Regions from separate parts of the Mus musculus genome. Here all the other regions are linked to region 5. A link is a contact called in public ChIA-PET, Hi-C, HiChIP or PLAC-seq, Micro-C and promoter capture Hi-C data. All regions are on one chromosome and are shown on one strand. The core of a region is the stretch at or near the end of the contact, and the rest is flanking DNA. Distances in the headings are between cores, read along the strand shown. Region 1 holds the start of Pgbd5 (piggyBac transposable element derived 5). Region 2 holds the start of Afg3l1 (AFG3-like AAA ATPase 1). Region 3 holds the start of Gas8 (growth arrest specific 8). Region 4 overlaps Galnt2 (polypeptide N-acetylgalactosaminyltransferase 2). Region 5 holds the start of Nup133 (nucleoporin 133). Region 6 overlaps Pgbd5 (piggyBac transposable element derived 5). Region 7 holds the start of C330016L05Rik (a long non-coding RNA gene).

Region 1 (3,048 bases), core at 254-2,753, 480 kb after region 5:
ACATCTACAGTAGGCATCTTAAGTGCTGCAAGATCAACACAGGATCACAAAGGCTCACAGCACGAAGACTGACAAACCAGGGCACCAGGCTGGTACAATCCCAACATCCAATATGGAAAGCAGCTGTCCAGGGCAGGAGGCCTTTAAGGCACACTGGGAAATGAAGGGTGGCATATAGGAGGACAATTTAGAGTACCATAAACCACAGCCAAATGGTTGGGTTTTAAAATGTACCCACTTAGAACCTTGCATGGTGATGGTAACCCTCCAATCCAGATGCAACTTTGCCCATCCACACCGCAGCCTGGCAAGGTTGCAGAACACTCCCTCCAGGGCTGGGCCAACCTTTCCCATTGCCAGCTCCCTGCAGCTACGTTTCCATACCCAGGCCCTGGAGCCTACCTCCTGTGCACCTGCAATCTTGAGGAACAATAGCTATAGTGTCATGTACACTGCCCAAAGTGTGTGTGTGTGTGTGTGAGTGACACACACACACACACACACAGAGAGAGAGAGAGAGAGAGAGAGAGAGAGAGAGAGAGAGAGAGACTATGCAAAGGGGCACTCCTTGGTGCCCATTCACACTGGTTGTGTGCACTTCACAGAATATATGGTGTAACATCTGGCTGCTAGGAAGCCATGGAGCCTGAACAGCAGCACTGAGGATCATATGGGAAAGCAGTTTCCACATCTCAGAAAGCAGAAGCTGACCAAGCTGCTGCAAAGCAGCACTATTTTAGACTCTGCAGAAGCCAACAGCTGAGGGCTCAGAGTAGCAGGGTGGCTGTGCTCAACTCCAGTCGCCTCCGGATAATCTGAGTCTGGTCTACACACCTTGAAAGTAACTCGGACTAACACTCCCTAACGCAGTGGAATCACCCTTGGCTCCTTCCGGTGCTCAGCTAGAGATCGACTGGCACCACAGGAAGTTTCTCGGGAAAACAGAGAGCAGTGAAGATGCTGATATGCTCTGGCTCTGGGCTCTCTATGTGCTTCAGCTGCGACTGGCCTGACCCCTGACACCTAGATCCTGCGTACTGCAAAGGACTCAGCCTCAGCCGTGCCAGGCGTTTGGATCCCCTCCACCAAAAGAGCCATACTTTACTGACCCCACAGGTGTGACACTGCCAGACGACCGAAAGCCTCTGGCAAAGTGCTGCTGGCTTGGTCTCCACCCACGAGAAACCTGGGACCACCATCCTGTGCAGTAGGACCCTCTCTGTTTAATCCCTGCTCCCCAAACCAGCTGTTTCCAGAAACACACAGGTGCAGGTCGGGTGTGTCTGGAACCAGTCTGGCCCGTGCTCCAGCCTTCAGACCGCGCCCTGTGTGTCCCTGCACCCCAGTGTCCCCGGTCGATCCTCACCACCGGTGTCCTCGAAGCGCGGGGACGGGCGATCCCTCAGCACGGCGCTCCAGCCCCCACCGGTCTCGTCCTCCTCGAGTTCCAAGGGATCCGCGGCGTAGGATGGCGGGGCGGTCCCCGGAGGCGCGGGGCGCTCACGCTCATCGTCCGAGGAGGCGGCCGAGGAGGAGCGTGAGGCTGCGGAGGTGCTGTAAAAGGGGTTCCCGCCGCTGTCCGGGCCCGACTCGCCGAACACGTCGTCCGAGATGTGCAGGCTCTCGTAGCGTGCACGGGCTGCCTCCAGCAGCGCCGGAGCCCTCCTCCGTGAGCCCCCACCGCCCTCGGCCATAGCCCCGGCCGCCGCCCGCGCGCCCACACCCCACAGCGCCTCCCAGCCGCACACGCCGGGCCCGGGACCCCCGCCGCGGCCCGTGGCTCCCCACCAGCGCAGCCCGCAGCACAGCGCGCGCCGCCCCGCGCCCGGCCGGCCCGCCGTCTTGGCCGCTCGGGCCGCGCGCCCGGGATGCGCCTTGGAGCTCGGGCGCCGCTGGCTGCGGCCGCGGCGGGAAGAGACTCAGCCGCTGCCCAGAGCCGCCGCCGCCCCCACCCGCTGCGTCTCCGCCGCGCCCGGCCCCGTCGCGTCCCCGCGCACCCTCCCCGCGGCAACCGCGTTGCGCCGCCGACCTTCCCGGGCGCGAGCCGTGGACCGGGCCCGCCTCCAGCACCTTCAGCTGCTGGCCAATAGAGAGCGCCGGCCTCGCGGGGGCGGGGATAGCAGGTCGCCCTGCCTCCTCGGGGCGTGACGCTAGGGCAGTCAGTCGCGAGGAGCCCCGCCCATAAGCTCATAGCCGCTCGCCGGCGTGGGGAGGGAGGCGGGTCCCGGTGCTCCGTGCTCTTTGGCCCGCCCCTTGCGCAGCCGCGCCCGGCTCCGAGGAGCTGTCCGCCCAGCGGTTCTGAAATTCACTCTGCGGACACGCTCCAGGTGGGCGGCCAGCCGAGGCTGCGCCCAGCACTCCTGTGAATTTCAGGTTGCCCTTCTAGCTTCCCCGAACCTTGCTCTTTTGGGAACCTGGGTCAGACACTAAAACAGTCTCTCCTCCAACAACTGTCATGTAAGGACCGCAACACTGGAATGAGGTGGCTCGTCATTTCTCACAGTCCTTTGATGCTCACATCTTCTGAACTCAAAATTGCTTCCATGAGAACTATCACCACCTGCGCCCTGGTATCACTTGCACAGGCCTAAGACAACGCACATCTGGAAGAGGATTATATGATCAGGAAACAAACAGCTGGTCGCCAGGGTTTCAGAGATCTAACAATGGAGCAGAGTCTGTCTCCTCTCTTCTGGGGGCAAAGCATGAGGCCGGCTGGCCGACCTCCCCTCATCAGAATGTCTTCTCTCCTCCTCCTCCTCTCAAACATAATGCAATAAGTCACATTAATGGTAACTGGGTCATAAAGTCACTTTCACTCCGACATAAAATAAATCCAAGTAGATGTGAAGGGCTTGAGACCCCTATTGGGTGTAGTAAATGATAATTACACAAACGGAAGACAATGGGTTTCTATTTCTAAGAAAAAGGGTGCTGGGACCCATCTGCCCTGGCTGAGATTTTCACTCACGTCTGCCTGTGCCCAGACCCTGTGACCTGCAAACCAGGTCTCTGCACAGGCTTGAATCCATGACAATCACAAGCAGC
Region 2 (3,327 bases), core at 378-2,877, 470 kb before region 5:
GACGGAGCTCCGGACCGACATGCATCCCACAAAGGAGATAACGGATGTCGGCCACGAGGCTCGAAAGCTAGGGGTTTTTATGGGGTAAGGGGCTTAGGGGTGTGGAATTCAGCATAGTGACACACTATTGGCTTATTTAAACATTAACAGAAAGATTACATGTTAGCAAAAGGGCATCAGGACTTTGTTCCTGTGGGCTAGGGGCTTATCTTGTTCACATAGCAACCAGTTGATGTATGACTTTACCCGGCATCAAGGGGCAGTGGACAGAGGGGAGGTTCCAGCCAGGTGGTGTTGACCCAGACAAGATAGCCCTGCTTGTACAATCAAGCTGTTCTTAGGAATGTCTTAACAACAGCCCTGTCTGTTCTGCTTTGTTCTCAGCCCCAGGCCACGGGCTCATAGACAACTCTTTTACATGAATCACAAGATACAAAATCTCATTTTCTTTTATCACCATCTCCCACTCCAGCGCGGTATGGTGAGGCGGGAGGGATGCCTCGGCACATCCCTTTCCCTGAGTTATCAGCCACAGGACAGGTATAATGTAGAACAGTTTATTTGGGGGCATGGGAAGGGAGTTGAGAAGGGAGTAGAGGCAGTCAAAGAGAGAAAAGAGAAGAGGAGAGGAGAGGCTGGCCAGGAACCCGTGGAGAGGAGGAAGGAGGGAGGAGTTGGGGAGAGAGGGAGAAAGGGGTCAGGGAGAGAAGAAAGTCTGAGAGAGAGAAGGGGAGAAGGGGCAGAGAGAGCGAAGACATGGAGGGGGGTATGGGAGTAGGGGTCGGGTTGGGAGGGAACAGACCCTTTTATAGCAAGCCAGGCCTTGTTGCTAGGTAACCGTTGGGCGGAGCATAGAAGGACTGCTAACACTATGGGTGACAATGGTCTTCTCCCGGGCATCTGTACCTTTGAAATGTAGTCAAGGTAGAATCTGAGTACACGCAGATGCCACGTGTGTCGTGGACAGCCCCACTGTCCAGAAACTGGTTCATCCTGAACACCCACACCTCCCTAATGCCAAGTCCAAATTGCTAGTCCGCACAACTGCAGGCAAATCAAAACTGGGGTGACTCTATATACCAACCAAGTGCTCTCCCGCAGAGCAATGCCACAGGCCCTCACGCTGCTCCAGACCGTCCCGTCGCTCCCTGCGCATCCGCAGGAATAAAAATGTTGTTAAGTAAAATTAAACAAGGGTCTATGACGTGGATCAATGAGACAAGTCGTGCACCAAATAACAGTTCCTTTGTTCACGATAGGTCTCGAACCACATCTAGTCTGGATGTAAAATACCGGGAGCACCTCCAACCGGTAATACTAGTACCCTCAACCAGGGAGAAGTAGCCTCAAAATTTAATTACGTGAGCCGCGTTACCCCGAGGACCCACCGAAGCCATTGATGTCGTTGACAATGCAAAATTTAAAATACGTCTAAAGGCCCTTGGTGTCTAGGTCAAGTTGGCCGCGGACCATCCGCCATCAGCTGTCAGGCAGCGCGAAGCGACACTCGGGTTCAGGATCCTAAGGAGCACGGCCGCGAACCAGACACCCAAAGAGAGGTCCGAGCCGATGCGGCGGCCAGCTGCGCACGCGCGCCCCCGAGGGCGTGGTGCACTATGATCCGCCTGCTGCGCGTGCGCGCGCCCAGGGGGCGGCGCGAGGTCAGGGCCGGGGGATGTTACTGCGGCTGGTGGGGGCGGCGGGCAGTCGAGCCCTGGCCTGGCCTTTCTCCAAGCTGTGGCGATGTGGCGGATGCGCAGGGAGCGGCGGGACGGTCTGGAGCAGCGTGAGGGCCTGTGGCATTGCTCTGCAGGTGAGCAGGGCAGCGCTGGGGCCACGGGTTCCGGGCGGCGTGGCGGGGGCCGCGCTGGGCGTCGCGGTGACGTCATCGGCCTGCGGCTGGGCCGGGCGCAGCGTCTTCCCGATTTCTGCCTCCGACTCCACTAGTGTCTACCTACGGCTGATCGGAACACTTGAGCGGGTGCGATCTAGCCATTATCCAGTTAGCTATTGCAGGGCCCCACTTAAAAGGTAGTAGCCTTTATTCATTAAGGAGGCGTAGGTCTCCATACTAAGCAGAGAAAGATGGCCACCATGGAATTCCCGCCACTGATGCTTCATTTTTTAGATAGTTTAGCCTTACTAGATATTTTATCACCCCTCACAGGTACATCTGCCAGTAGTAAGGAGGCTCACCACGGCGAAAGGGAATATCCATGCAGATTATCCATCTTCAAATAAATGCGTGTTACCATCACAGGGGCCATACAGCCGTTCTTCCTCAATTCAGTTTTGGTCTTGTTCCCTCTTAATATGACAGTAGTGTGGTGTAACGGTCCATGAGCAAATGTCCATTTACCCCAGCTAGGGCACTCACGATAGGTCAAAATGATTCCATTCCTCTAGCTTTGTGAACCAGTGAGCTTATTGGAATTAAATATGGCCGCACCGGGGAAGGTTACTTAACAGGAGTGACTCAAAAGCAGTTTCATCGATGAAAGGCTCACATACAGGTCACAACGCAAGGCGAACCTACAGTCAGTACCACTGAAGAGGCTCCCTCCCCTCAGCAGTTCTTTCCTGCCTGTAGAACTTTGGGTCTGGGGGCCCGTGGATTTTTTTTTAAGCTTCTGAGCATAAGGTTTATGGGGCTTCTTGAGGCTTAAGAGCTTCCCTCTCTGTAGGGGGGAATCTCTGGGTTTGGAGGAGGTAGCTGCACAGTGGGTCGGGAAAATGCCCTCAGGTTTGTTTCTAGTGCTGTGCATTGCACAGTCATTTCAGGTCATGTCGCACATCCTGTTCCGGTGGGTGACCCGTTGAAGATCAGTCATATAGTGATTGTTATAGACAGTTCTGAGTTGCTGTGGGCCAGTGTCTTTGTGAAAGAAGTACATTGGATGGACTTTGACTTGGTTGGGTGGCTTTTCGTGGCGAGACATCAGAGTGCCCACTCACCCTAGACAGAGCACTGGTAACAGACCAAAGAAAGGTGTTGTGTGACACTGCTCTTAGGGAACAAACATTACCCACGGCAGATAGGGAGCGGGCAACAGACCACGGTAGAGTCCATCTGGTGAACTAGTGAGTTTTGGTGGAGTTACTTACAGAAATGACTCCAACAGCTGCATCATCAGCGCCCATCCCAGTGTGGGATGGCAGACAGCTCAGGAAAGCTGGAAACAGAGTACTCTGCTCGTTCAGCAGGTTAGAGAGTGACCGTTCCTAGAGCCTGTTCCAGGCAGCTCAGTCTCTGCTTCACCCAGGTTGCCAGGCTACTCTCCACTTCTCAGGCAGCTGGGCACTTATCAGAGTCTGTCTTCACTGTGT
Region 3 (2,849 bases), core at 209-2,708, 430 kb before region 5:
CTCAACAAACAAGCCAAAACTGCTGGAACCATTTCTTCCAGAACCGTACCATCAGGATCTTTTAGCTGCAGTGCTGTTGGAGCCTGTGACTGCACTGGCTAGTAGAGTGTGGGAGATGTGAGACAGTGCAACTCCCAAGGCTAGGTCTTTAGGAAAGAAATCCAGCTTTCTTGGAAGGCTCCCGTAAAAAACAGGCTACCCGGAGTCCACCTGTGTATGTTCCGGCTGACAATCTGAGCTCTCGGCTGACAGCATTCGACAGCTGACCTAACTGTGCTCAGGTGCTTCTAGGTGCTGCTTTTGAGTTTCCCAGGCGAGTGGGGCTCGCCTTAAAGTTCACTGACAGCAAACAGCGTGGCGGCTATGTTGGACTTTTGTTAAGATTTACTACAAATAAGCCACTGTTAGAATGCTCACAAGGATCCGGTGTTGTTCTTCCAGCGGGCCATTCTTCAAGAATCTGGGAGAGGGGACACTGGGAGGTTGGGTTAGCAAACAGGGGAGTCTCATTGCTAGGAGCCTCAGATCCCCACCACTGAGCAATCTTTCTCTCCTGCTGCATCCACTTATGGGTGTGGAATCTTCATCCTCAGAGCAGGCAGAGGAGCATAACCTGCTGTCCCTTCTGTTTCTGTTTTACCCTGTCCTGCTAAGCCACTTTGTTGTTGTTTTGCTTTTGTTTTGTTTCTCTTTCTTTTTATGTATGTGCATACACTGCAGCTGTACAGATGGTTGTGAGCCTTTATGTGGTTGTTATGCAGGGTGCAGCCCTGCTCCAAGCAACTCCAATCAACTCGCTTATTTATTATTATAAATAAATACACTGTAGCTGACTTCAGACGCATCAGAAGAGGGCGTCAGGTCTCATTATGGGTGGTTCTACCTTCAGAAGAGCAGTCAGTGCTCTTACCCGCTGAGCCATCTCTCCAGCATTTTTTTCTTTTTTTTTTTTTTTTTTTTTTTTTTTTTTTTGAGACAGGGTTTTTGGTATGTAGCCCAGGCTAGCTTCCAACGCATGCAGTCTTCCTCTCAGCTTCCCCAGTGGTCGCAGGCATAACACCCTTAGCGTTTTTCTTTCTGGAAGCCCAGCTTTACACGTTCAGTCTCATCAGAGCAGCATGTGGAAGGAATTTTCACAAGCAGGGCAAGGTGGATGGGCCGCAGGAGCGGGCTCTTAGCTCAATATTTGCATCCAATTTGGGAACTTGGCTTGGGAGGCAGATTAATCATTCAGACTTTTCTCTTTATCCGTTCCTCCTTGTGAGCGCCCGCCATGTAGACTCTGGAGAACCCGAGGAACCACAATAGGTTTCTTCTGTAGCCCAAGTTGTAGTGGGAGAGAGACCAGCAATACACCGAGGGCAACACTAGCTCTTCTGGCGCGTTGTTAGGGACGCACTCCCGGTTGCCCAGGTCCCTTAGGGCGGGGGTGGGTGGGAGGGGAGAACTGGAGGATAGTCTCGCGAGGATTTGAGAACCAGCACGGGATCTAGTCGGAGTTGCCAGGAGACCGCGCAGCCTCCTCTGACCAGCGCCCATCCCGGATTAGTGGAAGTGCTGGACTGCTGGCACCATGGTGAGTCGGCCTGTGCTCGGAGTGTCCAGTGCACAGAGAACCTGGGAGGCTTTCGTGCAGAAATGTGGAGAGGGTCGGGTCCCCGGGACTGGGAGGGCCTGCAATTTTGGATTACTAGAATGGAGAGCTGGGCGCAGTTCTTCCGTGTGGTCCCGGTTGGGGAGGCCAGGAGGCCGGGGCCTGCATTCAGGTTCTCTGGGATGATCATCACACTGGCTAGACTGAGAGTCCAGTGTGCAAGGCGTCCAGAAATCAGAAGCTGAGTCCGTCAGATCCTTGGGACCAGTACTTAAGGGCTCAGGGGTCAATTAAGTGTCCACAGGGCGCAGAATCCGGCACAGGAGAAACCCCGAGAACTCGGAGGTGGAAAACCTAGCGTGTACCATGTGGCCGGAGGCCTCCCTACCAAGGGCAGAGTGTCATGGAGTGACCAGGGATACACACCTTGGGTATCTCAGGCTCCTGAGAAGAAGAAGGCCGAAGCCCCCTGTCTCCTTTATTTTTCTCACATAATGCCCCGCCCCACCCAGGAGATAGATGCTGTCAGTAGTGCAGTGTCTTGGCAGATGTGCTAGGGCATGGGTCATTAGCTGGTGGGGTGGCATCTTCCTGCGTCTGCCTGCCTGGAACTATGGCCGATATTAACTGCTGCTTAATCTTCCCGCCAAGCATTTATGGCCTTGTCAAGGCTGCTAGAATAAAGCAGGCCCTGTGAGCAGTGTCTGCTGGGAACATCTGCAGACAGACACAGTGTGTGCGGTGTGCTCAAGACCAGAGTTCCCTGAAGTGGGTTCATAATGGCAGACACGAGTCAGGAAGCCTCAGATTCGGTCATTGCTGTGAGGTCTCTCCAAAAGGCTTATTCTCGGTCCTTGCTGATGAGGGTCTTCTGTGTCTCTGTGGTGGCTATGAAGCGTGGTTGCCAGTATACTTGTGGGGTGGGGCGGGTGTGTGTGTGTGTGTATCCCTCCTTTTTAAAGCCCAGATAAGTTTTTCTTTTTATCTTTTAGGTTTCCACACTACCTCCTCAAATGCTGCCTTTCCCAAAACACCCCTTCTCCACCCCCCCATAAGTTTTTCTTTTTTTTTTTTTAATGTAAGATTTGTTTTATATATGTGAGTACACTGCTGCTGTCCTCCAACACACCAGAAGAGGGCATCAGACCCCATTACAGATGGTTGTGAGCCACCATGTGGTTGCTGGGAATTGAACTCAGGACCTCTGGAAGAGCAGTCAGTGCTCTTAACCTCTGAGCCATCTCTCCAAAAGAAT
Region 4 (3,268 bases), core at 318-2,817, 370 kb after region 5:
TTAAATACCTGTCTATCCTTATCTCTGAAAACAGAGGATCCAGCATGGCCTGCAGTTGCCAGCTGATCTGTTTGACAAGGGCAGAACATTGAAGGCATCTGTGGTCAGGCAGTTTCCAGACCTCCTGCTGGGCAGAGCTCAGGATCTTGGCCATCCGCTCCATGTAGGGAGAATGGCCACCCTACAGAGCTCCGAGGCTCTGGCATTCGGCCTGGAAGAGATAAGCACAGGGGGGAACGTAAGCCGCTCACCCAGGCAGTTCATGGGAAGGTTGCCCTGGAGCTCAGCCACTTGGATGCCAGAGGAGCGGAGCAAACGGAGGCATGGATGGCTCCGTGTGAGGCAGGACTGGGCCATCCCACGTGTGGAAGCTGTAGTTGGAGGATATCTGCAGCTGGGGACTGAGGCAGGCATCTGGGGAACCCAGGCAGGCATCTGGGGGACCCAGACAGGCATCTGGTCAAGCAAGGGAAGGAGTGCATTGTGGTTCCTGTTGGCTGCTCTGCAGCTGAACTCCTGGGAGAGCTCTGTCATCAGGAGGAATGAGTTTAAAGGGACAGGTCTTGCTTTGACTCTCAGGAATGGCTGCTGGTGAGGTGTTCTTAGGGAGATTAAGGGAGCGCTCACAGCACTGTGTAAGGCTGTTATTTTCTCAAAGTTTTCCATTAAAAGCTAACGTCTGGAAAACGGAAGGTGGTGGAAAGTGGGTGATAGTCCTGATGAAAGAGTTTCACTGCCTCCTGCGACAGCTCAGCCTGCAGAATGCACCCCATGAGGCTCTGCAGGTTCAGATTTCCTCTGTGAGCTGGCACCACCTCCCAGGCTGCCCAGCCTGAAGTGTGCCAGGCCAGCTACTGGCCCCGTCTGTGCTTTTGTGCTGAACCCCCAGCCTCCCAAAGGGCACGGAGCTTTCCGAGGCAGGGCGGTCAGTGAGGCAGGCAGCGTCTTGTGCCATGAGGTGATGAGTGCTGTGGTTTTGAACTTGGCTCCTCTGATGTTTGTGGTATGTGGTGCCAGGACTATAGGGCGTGAGAAAGCTGTTTTAGGTTAATAATGGTGACATGAGATAAACAAACCCAGGGTGAACAGGGCTTGTCAGACCCTGGCAACCAGACCTTAAGGAGCCTAATTTCAGAGCAGTCTGCAAAGGTCATTAAGTATTTTAGGGTTCGGTTCTCTGGTGTTAGAAGACCCAGGGCATTCTGGGTAGATATCAGGACTGGCTAGGAGCCAGCTGGGACCTGGATGTCCGTCTTGCCCCTGCTGTTGGGAGGGCCACTAAGCATTTTGGTTAAGCAAGCATTATATAACAGCTAGTTTGGTTCTTTTAACTGTTTTTTTTTTTTTATATCTGCCTCAATTTTTAATTCAGAAGTTATCAAATTGTTCACCTAGGCTTCTGGAAAATTCCATAGCAACCATCTTGAAATGTAGAGCTGTCTGTGCTATTTTGCTGGGCAGAGCTTGAGACATGTATCTAGCTCAGGTAGGATGGGGTGGGGCTGTTTCCAGCAAGCCCATTCTGTGTATCTGACTGCGGCTGGGTCTGCCGTATGTGCCGTTGGCTGTGGTTAGAGGCAGGAACTCTGCTTCTGCAGTATGCTGCTGCCATGAATAGCATCTCTCCACACAGTGTGGAGGTCTCTCAAAAAAACAAAAACAAAAAAACAAAAAAACCACAAAACCATATCTTCTGACAACGGAGCCATACCACTCCTGGGGATTTACCTAGAGGACATTCAAGTCAAGATCACACAGACAGACACTTGCACATTGACAATTACAGCAGCGGTAGTCACAGCAGCCACGTTACAGAGGCAGGCCAGGTGCCATCAGCGTGGGGAAAGGCAAGGACACTGGGGTTGTTTTCAGCTGTAAAGAAGGAGCCGTCATGCCATTTATAGGAAAATTGATGCAATCATATTAGGTGAATAAGCCAATCTCAAAATGACAGACATCACACGCTTTCTCTTATTTGCAGATCCTAGACTTTATATAGACTTTATATACATAAAATCATGTATGTATTTATGACAGGAAGGTAGAAATGAAGCCGTCTAGGTTGGAACAGAGGAGGCGCTTGGGAAGGGAGGGAGAGGTATATGGGAAACAGGCTTAACACAACTACATGTGTATATGAAAACTTAAAAAATAGTTTTTACAAATGAGTCTAAGGGTAGCTGCCTCAGCACAGCCTGGGGCTCTTTGCCTGGCCTGCTTGGTTACAGGTTACAATCAGTGTTCCGCAGAGCCAGGCACCTGCATGTGACTCAGCTCTGGGTATCCCCGGTGAGCCTGCTATCCCCTGGCCAGGTCCGGCTTTGTGATGGTGGTCAGCTGTCTGTAGCTTTCCAGCAGCTGCTCACCCTGGATGCCAGCTCAGGAGTGGGGAACGTGTTTCCAGCTCTGGCTTGGCTAGCACTCCGGCCACACAACAGGCTAGATGACTGTTCCAGACACTTTGGAAACATTGTATCAATTGCCAAGGCAGCCACTGAGATGACAGATCTGTCTTCCCCCAGCTGAGAGGAACTGGGGGGGGGGGGGGCGAATTCAGGCTTCCAGTGAGCCACTGCCTCTGCTCAGGGCCTACATCCTCCCAGTGTTCCTGTGAAAGCAGTCCTCACTGCACTTCCGTGCCCCAGCTGGGAAGCTGAAAGATCTACCTTAAGTTCTTCAGGGTTTTGAGACTTCTGATTGTTAGCATGCTGTAGAGACTCACACGTCGTCCGGTGAGTGGCAAAGGCAGAAATCAGACCAGCCACAGGGCTCCCAGCTACGTTATCTTCCCACCTCAGCAGCAGGAACAGACCTCAGCTCAGGACAGAGTGGGGCACATCTCACTGTCTTCACAGAGCCAGGAGGCTGTTCCCTGTTCCCAGTTCCTCTTGGCAGAATATAGAACTCCCTACATCTCCAGGTGAGGACTAAATTCATTCAAGTCAACTTGGTTCTTTATATGGGGTAGCCTGGTCTATTCCAACTCAAGGTGTCAGAACCGCAGGCTAACCCTGAAGCAGAAGGAAGTGGGGGAGGGAGGCAAAGTGAGCAACCCAGAGGAAACAGAGGACTGTGTGCAGCTTCTCTCAGATACGCCCCCAACGATCTGTAACAAAACCAGAAACCTCTGATAGGTTGTGTGTTCATGAGACACCCAGAGCAGCTAAGATAATAAGACAGTTGCAGGTACATGTCTACGAAAAGAAATGTAAATGGAATAGATATTTTTCTAGGAAAATATTACCAAAATCACTCAAGAAATAGAAGG
Region 5 (3,188 bases), core at 25-2,524:
TTGTATGATAGATAGATAGATATCGAAAAGCAAGTGCTCTTATCCCCAGAGCCATCTTTCCATCCCAGAAATTCACTTTTGAAAGATGAACAGAAGAAATTCTTCTAGAAAAAGGTAACCCAATTCTGAATTTTCGTGTTAATTACATTGAGGAGGGTAACAATTCTACTATACATGTGGACTTGGCAGCACACCAGCATCTTTAGTGAAGCACGCTCTCTCTCTCTCTCTCTCACACACACACACACACACACACACACACACAAAGTGCTTTTATGTAACCTAGTCACAACCATCACATTTTGTGGCCCAAGTCCTTTAACTGCCAATCAGTATGTAGTAATAAGCATTTGCTAGGCACTGAGAAAACATTTTTGCCAGGTTTGTAGGCTCTTACCATGACTCAGATAGGTGTACTGAATCCTGAGATGCTGAGATCCTGACTTAAAGCTGGAAGTGTTAAACAAAATGATGGTAGCCAGACAAGCTACTGCATGCTTGAAATAGAAGAATCTTAAAAGTGGATTGAGCAAAGTCAGCCTAGGGTACGTAGCATGGGCTGTCCCAAAGTGGACAGGACTGAGTTCCAGGCTGCATTCCTACACTATATCACAAAAAGACTACACCAGACCAAATGTTACTCGTGTCAAACGCCACAGAGTCAAACCACAACTTTAAACAAACAGCAGCCCGACACTGACCTGTGTCAACATAATAAAGAAATGACTTTTTAATCTTTACAATAATCTGAAGTATGTTCCTACCTTGCAAGCGTAGTGCTCAAAAGGTTCTTTCATTCTTTTCTGTAGCGCGGAGACAGAGTGAATCCATGGGTCCAATAAAGAGTTAAACAGAGAACGGGCAAAACGAGGGCCACCATTAAGCAGCGACAATAAAACGCGAGAATGACCAGAAGTACTTTCGAACTCTGCGGCAGCTTACCCCACTGCCAGGCTCCACCTCCCCGCTGTGGAGCGGACCCCGCTGGTCCCCGAACCCCCACTTACCGTGAGCTCACCGAGCTGCGCCGGCCTGCGGGCGAGAACAGCACGGGCGAGTTAACCGCAGATCCCAGAGACAGACCCCTCCTGCTCGCTCTAGGCGTGGACGTGGGCCCGATCCCGACTAGCGGACCGCGTCGGGTCCCCGGCCCTGGGGTTCGCGGAGAGGAGACGCTCGGAAACATGTTTGCAGAGAGCGTGGAGGAAGCGGCACTCGCGGGCTAATAGCGAGAACCTCGCGCGCCCGGAGCTTGAACACCTGAGGGGCGGGAAGGCGCCTAGAGATGACGTAAGGGGGCGCTCAGCGAGTAGGGAGGGGAAGGCGCATGGCAATGACGTCAAAGATCGGCGCCGAGACTCGGGGCAAGGTCGGAACTGGGAGCGCTTTGTTGACGTCACATCCAGTACCGGGGAGGGGCGGGGCAGGCGATTTGGAGTCCTGCGACCCGATTCACCGCGGTGGATCCAGTGCTCCGGACCGAGAGCTTGCCAGAAGCGCCGGTCTCCGGCTGGAGCTGACCCTCCGCGGCGAGCGTGGGCTGGGGAAGGAGGCGCCCGTGGGCGGAGCTGAGGAAGTCGCGCTCTGGGCGGCGGTGGTGTGCTCACAGTTTTTCCCAACCTAATTCAGATCGGTTCAGGCTTGTTCTTCGTTCGATTGTCTGGGCTCTGCAGCGGGTTGCAGCTTTTTGCTTTCCAGGCACAGCTTGCATTTTGATGGGTCTGTCCTACTGCCGGAGATTCGGAAATGACAGTGCCCCCAGTCCCCGGGCATGTTCACTCTCATCGCTGCCCCTGAAGTTCCAGACCCTAGTAGAAGCCGATAGCAGGCGTGCACACAGTTCTGTTAGTCCTCTGCGGCTGTTTCGGAAGACCGTAGTGTGTGTATGGGGGTGTCTTTTCCATTCTGCTCCCCACATTACTAAACAGTGAACTGAGATTAGCCCGAGGCTGTACTAGAGTTTGTAAATATTCAGGGCTGATAACTGCCCAGGGACCCTTGCTGAACTTGTGAGGTCCCTTGTTACTTCGGGTGGCCTTTCCTTTTCGGTTTTTTCATTGTGTCCCACTTAGACAACATTGTAGCCAGACTTTTGACCACTTTATGGGTTCCTATTTCTACCACTTGTCTCCCTCTCAACCCCCCAACACTAGGTAGGAGAAAGAAGGCTAGAGGAAAAGGGGGCTTCGATATCCGTAGACTACTTCCTGCTGATAGAGGCATCGAGTTCCTTGGGGCAGTTTTGATCTTTTAAGAGCTCAGAAAGCCAGAAGGAGGGCATTGGACTCTGAAGTTAGTTACAGGGGGGTTGTGCGCCACCTAGCATGGGTGCTGGGAATTGAACTCGGAAAAAAAAAGAAAAGCATTTAGAAGTAGCTACTTGAGCCAGGTGTGGCTGCACACACCTATAATCTCTGTAGGACCAGAAGTTGTTCAAAGCCACCCTGGGCTACATGAGACACTGTCTCAAATGCCAACAAACAAACCCAATTACCTGAGAGACCATTATGGACACAAGGTTGTTAGGCATATCAGAAGTAAATACAGTGGGAGGGGGTAGGGGGAGAGAGAACATGGAAGGGAGGAGTCATCTCTGCCCTAAGGATGAGAGAAAGCAGCTTTCCAGTCCACAGTCCAGGAGAAACGTGCGCATGCGTAATGGAGCCTTTAATTCTTGCAAAGTGCAGTGTAGGAGAATTTCGGTTTCTTTTTTGTTTTGGTTTGGTTTGGTTTTCCGAGACAGGGTTTCTCTGTGTAGCCCTGGCTGTCCTGGAACTCACTTTGTAGACCAGGCTGGCCTCAAACTCAGAAATCCGCCTGCCTCTGCCTCCCGAGTGCTGGGATTAAAGGCGTGCGCCACCTCGCCCGGCTGAATTTTGGTTTCTTTAAACACAGAAATGTTATAAGAATATGTCTTCACTTTAATCCCGGGTGTGGGATGTAGGGCTGCTTCAGATTGTCTAGAATTGCTCATTATGAGGCAGGTGGACCTCTGACTTTGAGGCCAGCCTAGTCTACAAAGTGAGTTCCAGAACAGCCAGGGCTACACAGAGAAAAACCCTGCCTCCAGAGATCCACCTACCTCTGCCTCCTGATCACTGGGATTGGAGGTGTGCATAACTGTCTGGCTTGCACAGGTATGGCATATACTCACAGACACATAATAAATGTTTTTTAAAAAAAACCCA
Region 6 (3,288 bases), core at 538-3,037, 440 kb after region 5:
CTGGGTCCATTTCCTCGGAAGAGTCCCCTGCACCATAGGCCTCCAACACGACCCCACATCCCAACACAATACAGCTCACAACTAGATGTAGAGAACCAAGCACTCTGAAAGCCACCTGCTGAGAATGGGCCCAGGTCTTAGGATTATAACCCACAGGTACAGGACAAATGTGTTCAATGAACCTAGATGGCGGAGTGACAAGCCCTGTGATGTGACTAAGACCTCCTCCTCTTTCCTTCTGAGTGTGGCAGGAGCTAGGCAGCCCTGTCCAGGGACAGTCCTCACACACTTCAAAAGGGAGATGGACACAGACACTTCTAAGTACAATGGCACTCATGTAGTGGCCCATGTGGTTCTGAGACAGAATCGTATATATCCCAGGCTGGCCTTGAACTAATGATGTAGCTGAAGATGGCCTCGAACTTCTGATCCTTTTGCCTCCACTTCTTACGTGCTACAATGATGGGCACGTACCACCGTGTCTGGCTTATGTGGTGCTAGGAGTTAAATCTGAGGGATTCATGCATGCGTGGCAAGCACTCTACCAACCAAGCCACGTCCAAAGTCTGCCGGAGTATTTTTAAACTGCAATTTAAGCTTTCTAGCACAAAAGCTCCTCTAATTGCCCCATCCTGTGGCAACAGACATTCTCTTCTAAGCTTCAAATTATGAGCTCTTAAAAAGACAAAAGCAGAGATGAGATGAAGTTCTTGGCGAGGACAGCAGCCCCCTCCCCCACCGCGCGGGACCCAGCCAGTCTTGAAAACAAACTCAGACCAGTGGAAGGACAGTCAGCTGTGACCTAAATTCAACAGAACTTAGAAAGTCTATTCCTTTGAGGTACAAAAGATGCAAAACTGACCACTACCCATCTATTCTGCATGTATGTCATTGCTTAAAAGAACACCAGATTGCAGATGGAGGGCATTTTTGCTCCCATAAAGCTGCCAGGTGGCACCCTCAACTCCAGAGGATAAGTAGAAGTGACTGGTGTGTGGGACACTAATTCAGCCGACCATGTGCCAGGAGCACAGCTAGTGACTATCAGAACTCATAGCCACATTCCTGAAGAAACTTTACAGATGAGGGCCAAAGGGCTTAGACACACTGTCCCACTGTATCCTCTGAGGGATGGTGCCAGAGTCTGTGGCCGGGCCAGCTCTCTTCCCAGTGACACCATCTTCCCACTGTGATGCTAGTAAAACCTGCATGTACCGAGCTATCTGAGCCTTGGAGAGGAGGCTTGAGTACGCATGAGGAAGAGGGAGAGCAGCAGGGCCCTCCAGCGCATGTCCCAGGGCACCTAAGATGGCCACCCTCCTAAGTGAGCCAGGTGAGGCCAGGAAACAACCTACTGGACTCAAGCAACAGAAAAGCAGGGTCTGGTACTCAGCAGCCACCCTCTGATGGTGTCTGCACCCAGGCTAGATTCCACTGGGTGTGGTTAGTTAGAACAGTTACATTGTTGCTGGGTTTGCCTGGATGCTTCCATTAGAGCCCACCCCACCCTAGAAAGACGCCAGCAGCGTACCTACTGTACCTTGCTGGCCTTACCTACAAACACACAAACATCTAGCATGTGACCAAAAGGGAAGGCAACTGGAGACACCGGACACTATAGGCCAGCTGTGGCAAATAAAAGACGTTTTCCCAAGAACAAAAGATGGAAAGACTTAGGTAGAGAGAAAAGGCTGGGGGCGGGGACGGCAGGGAGGGAGGAAGGCTCTGGGACCAGATCTGCTTTTACTGATGAGAAACAGACAGCACTCTTTAGATCCTACTGACAGGACTCACTGAGATGCCTGTGTTTTCTGAAAGGCAACTTACCAGAGACAGTAAGCTGTGCTCGCTTAGGGGCCAGATGAAGAGCTCCCCACTTCAATCAAGGCTGTCAAAGACGTAATTAATCAAGGCAGTGGTTACTTACGGACACATTGTTGCCAGCGTACCAGTCTCTTAGACATAGAGGATACCTTATAAATCTAACTGACAATTTTGTGTACTGAGAAAAACTCTAACTTTAAAGCTTGTTATAAATTACACTCTGGGCAATGTTAGGAAAAACCAAGATGGTTTCTTAGCAACCTTCAAGCTCTAACTTAGAGCCACGGATCCCATAGCTACACAGAGAGGAGCTGGACTCTCTCAGAGCCCATACTTGTCAAGTCAGATGGCTTCACTTTCTCAAGAGCACCCTCTGTTTTCTTTTTAACCCAACTTTGCCTCCCATTTAGCTCTCTCTAAAATGTATCTCTTGTCTAAGCCATGAATCCCAGGCTTGCCTGGGTGGGGATTTCTGAGAAGAACTCCCTGGCGGTGGCTGCTGTGGCAAGGCATTGCCTTTCCCATGGCCCACCACAGTCCACCCTCATCCCCTAATCCAGGACAGTCCTCCTGTACAAATAGAAAGGACACAGGACACACTTCTCCAAGGAAAGCCCTGCGAATGGAATTAGACAGCAGAGACACCACGACTACCTTCTACTCACCCTCCTACTTACCAGCACGCTCTATAGTGAGATGCCTGTCAACAAGCCTGAGAGCCAATGGCCACAGAGATGGGAGGGATCTGTCTCCTTAGCTTATTGTGCCCTGGTGCAGGTGGGCTCACTTAACAAGAGCCCACCAGCACAAAGACACCTCTTACAGATTCTCACCATGGCCTCCTGAGGTACCAGCGGTGACACCTGTAGCAGGTAGCCTGGCGCCCCTCCCCCCCCAAATCCTCAGCTAGGCCTTCTACTGGCACAGCCCTCACCCCGACAGTGCCTCAACTGAAATTCTGCCAAGTTGCTGGCTGGAAGCTCAGCAGATGAAGACTAGAGGAAGGGGACTTGTCTTGATAACGACTTCCAGATGATCAAAGGCTTTGTTTAGAGGCAGGCTGAGAACATACTGGTTACTCAGTGAAGAGGGTAGGTAGTGTGCGGTGCTGTCGTGGGTGCTCAGACACCTATGGACATGTCCCGCATAGCTGTTTCCCAAATCAGTCTTGCCTCCTCTCTCCAAACACACACTCCAGGGATGGACAAGATGGGACTTGACACAGCACACAGTAGCTTCTGTGTGGAGATGGCACATGCTTCTGTTAGTCAACCCACCGAGTCTACACATGTGCAATAAGGAGACTAAAGCTCCATCCAGTGCTGTGACAGAAGCTCAATGCCAGATTCAGGTGACAATGACCAGGGTGCCGGGGACTATGTCCTTGCAACACTCCCTGTAGGAGGGCAATCAGGAAGACAATTTCCCCCCCAAGTATCTGAGCATTTTTAAAAATGTATTTTT
Region 7 (2,966 bases), core at 431-2,930, 510 kb after region 5:
CATGGCGCAAAGGGCAAGAACAGTCTGGAACGTCTGCTCCGTTTTGGAATTATGAGTCCAGGAATGGGTGGCAGCGTTTAAGACAGGAACATGCTCTGAGCCAGACACTTATGTACATTCAGCCATTCCTTCACGCTCCAGTCGATCATTAGTGAGCTGTTGTGAGATATTTATTAGCAGGGTGATAGTGGAGGGAGAAGCCTCCGATCATTTTGCCAAGGAGAAACCTAAGCTGGCCTATTTGTGCCACGCCCACCTTGAGACAGAGAGCGCATGCGCCTATTGTTTCCATGGCCAGCAGGTAGAGACCCTGGACCACCAGCCGTTCCCAAAGCTGGTTGTTATAAGCTGCCTCTGGTCTGTGAACTCAGGGGTCTCTGGTACCTCAGTCCAGCTTCGCTGATGGTGCCCATCAGGCCATCACATCTATTATCTGGGACACGACGACATGAGGAAAGCCCAGTGGTGGGCATCACAGGAGTCATGGAAAGAGAGCAAAGGGGAGTGCCCGAGAGGAAACACAGGAAGCCTGCAGCCTTCCCAGCCCTGCTGGTGATCAAGGGAGGCCATTGCAGAACAGAGCCATAGATCATTCTTGTGAGGGTCACATGAGCTCTGTTCCACTGTTGGCTTAGATAGAATAATAATTATTATTATTTTCTACTTTTAATATTTTCTTTTCTTTTTTTTAAAGATTTATTTTATGTATATGAGTATACTGTGGCTGTCTTCAGACACACCAGAAGAGGGCATCGGATCCTATTACAAATGGTTGTGAGCCGCCATGTGGTTGCTGGGAATTGAACTCGGGACCTCTGGAAGAGCAGTCAGTGCTCTTAACTGCTGAGCCATCTCTCCAGCCCCAGCTTCTTTCTTATTCTGGCATCTTCAGGAAGATTGGCCTCACGTTCAAGATGAAAAGTCACACGACTGACTGTGTAGAAGAGTGGAAACTTCTTTCTTGTATTAGCAATTGTAGGCAGGGCTGGGAATGAGGCTCAGTGCAGCTCAGTAGAGCTCGCCCAGCTCTGGCTTCCATCCCCAGCACTAAAACAAGTGATAGTAGTAAAACTCCTACTGATAACAATCACTGTGCACATTGATTTTTGATATGGGCAATACACAATCGATCTGGACATCTGCATATTGACCCTCAACACAGCTTTAAAAAAAAAAACAAAAACAAAAAAAAAAAACTAAGATACCTCATTAGTTACATGGTGCTTGAGACTGGGTGTCCAGTAGTCCCAGTGTGCTGTGGCAGCTCAGAAGGTCCTCAGAGAACCTCCGGTTCCTAGTCTCCCAGGAAAGCCAGGAAATGCTTGATCTGGTGTCAGCAAAGGAGTTAGGAGCAGACGCGGCAGCAATGGCCAAGTACAAAGGTCAGGTGATCTTTCTCCGCCACGCCCCTTCCACCTACCAGAAGGCACCGCCCACATTCAGGTGGGTCTTCTCACTCGGCCCAGGCAATCCGGACTCTTCTTCAGGTGATCTCCCTATCCCGGTGATTCCAATTTGTGGCAAGTTACCGTTGAAAACAATCTCAAGGGCTGGGGAGATGGCTCAGCCCGCTGTGAGCACTGACGGCTCTTCCAGAGAACCTGGATTCAATTCCTAGCACCCACGTGGTGACTCGCAGAAGTCTGTAAACCCAGCTTTAGGGGAATTGATGCCCTCTTCTAGCTTCCATGGGCACCAGGTACAAACACGGTGCGCATACATGTAGGAAAAACACCCATATACATAAAACAGACAAATCTCCAAATAAAATCAAACCGACCATGATACAAAGGAATATTGCTTAACAGTAGTAATATATGACCATAACATTGTGGTGACAGAGGTTTTGTCCTGTGCAGAAGGTTGGGGTAGAGAAGGTCCCAAAACAGTTAAAGGAGACACTGAGGGAATCAGGATAAATTACAGACTTTAACCCATAATAACATATTGATATTGGTTGTTACATTGTAGTAAATTACTGTACCAATGTAATATATTAGCAACAAAAAAATCATATTTTAAAGCACATTACTCCTAAACATGGTGCAGTAGCAACTGAGAGGAGGCAGGAGCTGGAAGGTCATGGCCACTTTCCTGCCTTCCACCCCTACGCCAGAGCATCAAGACCTTGAAGGGTATGATGGGTATCATCATCTAGAAGATGGATCTAGAAGAAACCAAGAGGCATGCTGGGTGGGTCTTGGGGGTGGGGGTGGGGGTGGGGGTGGGTTCCAGATAGGATTAAGCAATAGGGGAAGACCCTTCGAGTCCCAGAAAAGCTTACCCACTTTTGCTTGCTGGTTGTATGTCAACTCTGTTGATGGCCAGTGCAGTTGCATTCCTTCCCTGACAACTGAACACAGCTGTCCCGGTCCTCCAGTGTGGACTGCACAACAGTGGCTGTCCTGGCATCTCCCCTCCAGGCTTTCACGGACAGATTGGAGCTGCTAAAGCATCTGGCATTGGGCTGAGCAGCAAGCCTACTTCTCTGTGTCCCTAGCATGCACCAGCTGTCCCTGGACTGCCCAGCTAATGCTGTGTAAGCCAATCTAATAAACCCCCTGTAATATAGGTTCATTCTCTCGGTTTTGTACTTCTAAGTAATAAAGTGGGATTCTCTGAGATTCCCCCTAAAGAGACACCTTCCCTGTACCCCAAAAGGGGCTATCTTTAGCTGAATAGAAAAATCTACATGGTTCCCTGGTTTATTACCACTAGATCAAACTTATTTCCACTGTCTAGGGGGCAGGGAGTGGGGGGTCTCCCACTGTACCCGGGCTGATCTGGAACTGCCTCCGCCTCTCAGCGCTGGGGTCACAGGTCTGAGCTGAGCTTCTTTCTCATCACATCTAAAACACACAGGTTTAACCAGGACGATGACATTTCCCCCCAGGGGAAGCATAATTGATTCCTTTGCCACCACAAAAGGAGCCAGTTTTTCATTTATTAAGCGATTCGTGCTGACG

Evidence for each region. Promoter capture Hi-C pulls out the DNA fragments that hold promoters and counts their contacts. Hi-C and Micro-C count contacts between places; a contact is called where the count stands out from the background. ChIA-PET counts read pairs in DNA pulled down with a chosen protein or histone mark. HiChIP or PLAC-seq counts read pairs in DNA pulled down with a chosen protein or histone mark.
Region 1: a contact with region 5 is called in a Micro-C map of embryonic stem cells, with 4 times the contacts expected there. The contact joins the promoter of Pgbd5 here to the promoter of Nup133 in region 5. A contact is called at or near these places in 6 of 39 promoter capture datasets (the 3T3-L1 cell line, hippocampal neurons, liver and 2 more), 2 of 484 Hi-C or Micro-C datasets (both in embryonic stem cells), 5 of 115 datasets of contacts at active chromatin or transcription factors (embryonic stem cells, large pre-B cells, pro-B cells and 1 more) and 2 of 9 other capture datasets (embryonic stem cells and pancreatic islet).
Region 2: a Hi-C map of CD8 T cells shows a contact between it and region 5, with 4 times the contacts expected there. The contact joins the promoter of Afg3l1 here to the promoter of Nup133 in region 5. A contact is called at or near these places in 3 of 39 promoter capture datasets (embryonic stem cells, hippocampal neurons and liver), 4 of 484 Hi-C or Micro-C datasets (CD4 T cells, CD8 T cells, embryonic stem cells and 1 more), 1 of 115 datasets of contacts at active chromatin or transcription factors (extraembryonic endoderm stem cells) and 2 of 9 other capture datasets (adipose tissue and embryonic stem cells).
Region 3: a promoter capture Hi-C map of neural stem cells shows a contact between it and region 5. The contact joins the promoter of Gas8 here to the promoter of Nup133 in region 5. A contact is called at or near these places in 4 of 39 promoter capture datasets (hippocampal neurons, liver and neural stem cells), 2 of 115 datasets of contacts at active chromatin or transcription factors (the 230-238 cell line and bone marrow-derived macrophages) and 1 of 9 other capture datasets (embryonic stem cells).
Region 4: a contact with region 5 is called in an RNA polymerase II ChIA-PET map of memory CD8 T cells, with 116 read pairs. The contact joins the enhancer-like site here to the promoter of Nup133 in region 5. A contact is called at or near these places in 5 of 39 promoter capture datasets (3T3-L1-derived adipocytes, the HPC-7 cell line, the SN4741 cell line and 2 more), 9 of 115 datasets of contacts at active chromatin or transcription factors (the 230-238 cell line, CD4 single positive thymocytes, bone marrow-derived macrophages and 6 more) and 2 of 9 other capture datasets (adipose tissue and embryonic stem cells).
Region 6: a contact with region 5 is called in an H3K4me3 HiChIP or PLAC-seq map of stem cell-derived neural progenitor cells, with 5 times the contacts expected there. The contact joins the enhancer-like site here to the promoter of Nup133 in region 5. A contact is called at or near these places in 5 of 39 promoter capture datasets (the C10 cell line, the SN4741 cell line, cranial neural crest and 2 more), 7 of 115 datasets of contacts at active chromatin or transcription factors (embryonic forebrain, embryonic hindbrain, embryonic stem cells and 4 more) and 1 of 9 other capture datasets (embryonic stem cells).
Region 7: a contact with region 5 is called in an H3K4me3 HiChIP or PLAC-seq map of bone marrow-derived macrophages, with 2.9 times the contacts expected there. The contact joins the promoter of C330016L05Rik here to the promoter of Nup133 in region 5. A contact is called at or near these places in 1 of 39 promoter capture datasets (the 3T3-L1 cell line) and 5 of 115 datasets of contacts at active chromatin or transcription factors (bone marrow-derived macrophages, embryonic stem cells, large pre-B cells and 1 more).

The regions. Positions count from the first base shown.
Region 1 is chr8:124,432,433-124,435,480 of GRCm38.p6, forward strand. It overlaps Pgbd5 (piggyBac transposable element derived 5), which reads right to left and starts at 1,504. Exons shown (of 7, transcript NM_171824.2): 1 at 1,367-1,504.
Region 2 is chr8:123,476,235-123,479,561 of GRCm38.p6, forward strand. Afg3l1 (AFG3-like AAA ATPase 1) reads left to right here and starts at 1,628. Exons shown (of 17, transcript NM_054070.3): 1 at 1,628-1,813. The coding sequence starts at 1,676.
Region 3 is chr8:123,517,377-123,520,225 of GRCm38.p6, forward strand. It overlaps Gas8 (growth arrest specific 8), which reads left to right and starts at 1,459. Exons shown (of 11, transcript NM_018855.2): 1 at 1,459-1,576. The coding sequence starts at 1,574. It also overlaps a transcript of Dbndd1 not described here.
Region 4 is chr8:124,316,399-124,319,666 of GRCm38.p6, forward strand. All of the region lies in intron 3 of Galnt2 (polypeptide N-acetylgalactosaminyltransferase 2), which reads left to right. Among named protein-coding and RNA genes, the nearest start is that of Galnt2, 87 kb to the left of the region's middle. Within about 2 kb of position 1,568, at least 129 of the 459 cell types and tissues checked have an H3K27ac peak or open chromatin away from gene starts, as enhancers often do. A contact at or near this core is called in the 230-238 cell line, CD4 single positive thymocytes, the HPC-7 cell line and 5 more, where this site is marked.
Region 5 is chr8:123,947,991-123,951,178 of GRCm38.p6, forward strand. It overlaps Nup133 (nucleoporin 133), which reads right to left and starts at 1,275. Exons shown (of 26, transcript NM_172288.2): 1 at 1,008-1,275. The coding sequence starts at 1,186.
Region 6 is chr8:124,390,689-124,393,976 of GRCm38.p6, forward strand. The region is part of intron 1 of Pgbd5 (piggyBac transposable element derived 5); the gene reads right to left. Among named protein-coding and RNA genes, the nearest start is that of Pgbd5, 42 kb to the right of the region's middle. Within about 2 kb of position 1,788, at least 16 of the 459 cell types and tissues checked have an H3K27ac peak or open chromatin away from gene starts, as enhancers often do.
Region 7 is chr8:124,458,420-124,461,385 of GRCm38.p6, forward strand. It overlaps C330016L05Rik (a long non-coding RNA gene), which reads right to left and starts at 1,681. Exons shown (of 3, transcript XR_879349.1): 1 at 1,206-1,681. Gm30209 (a long non-coding RNA gene) reads right to left here. Exons shown (of 3, transcript XR_388195.2): 3 at 2,291-2,424.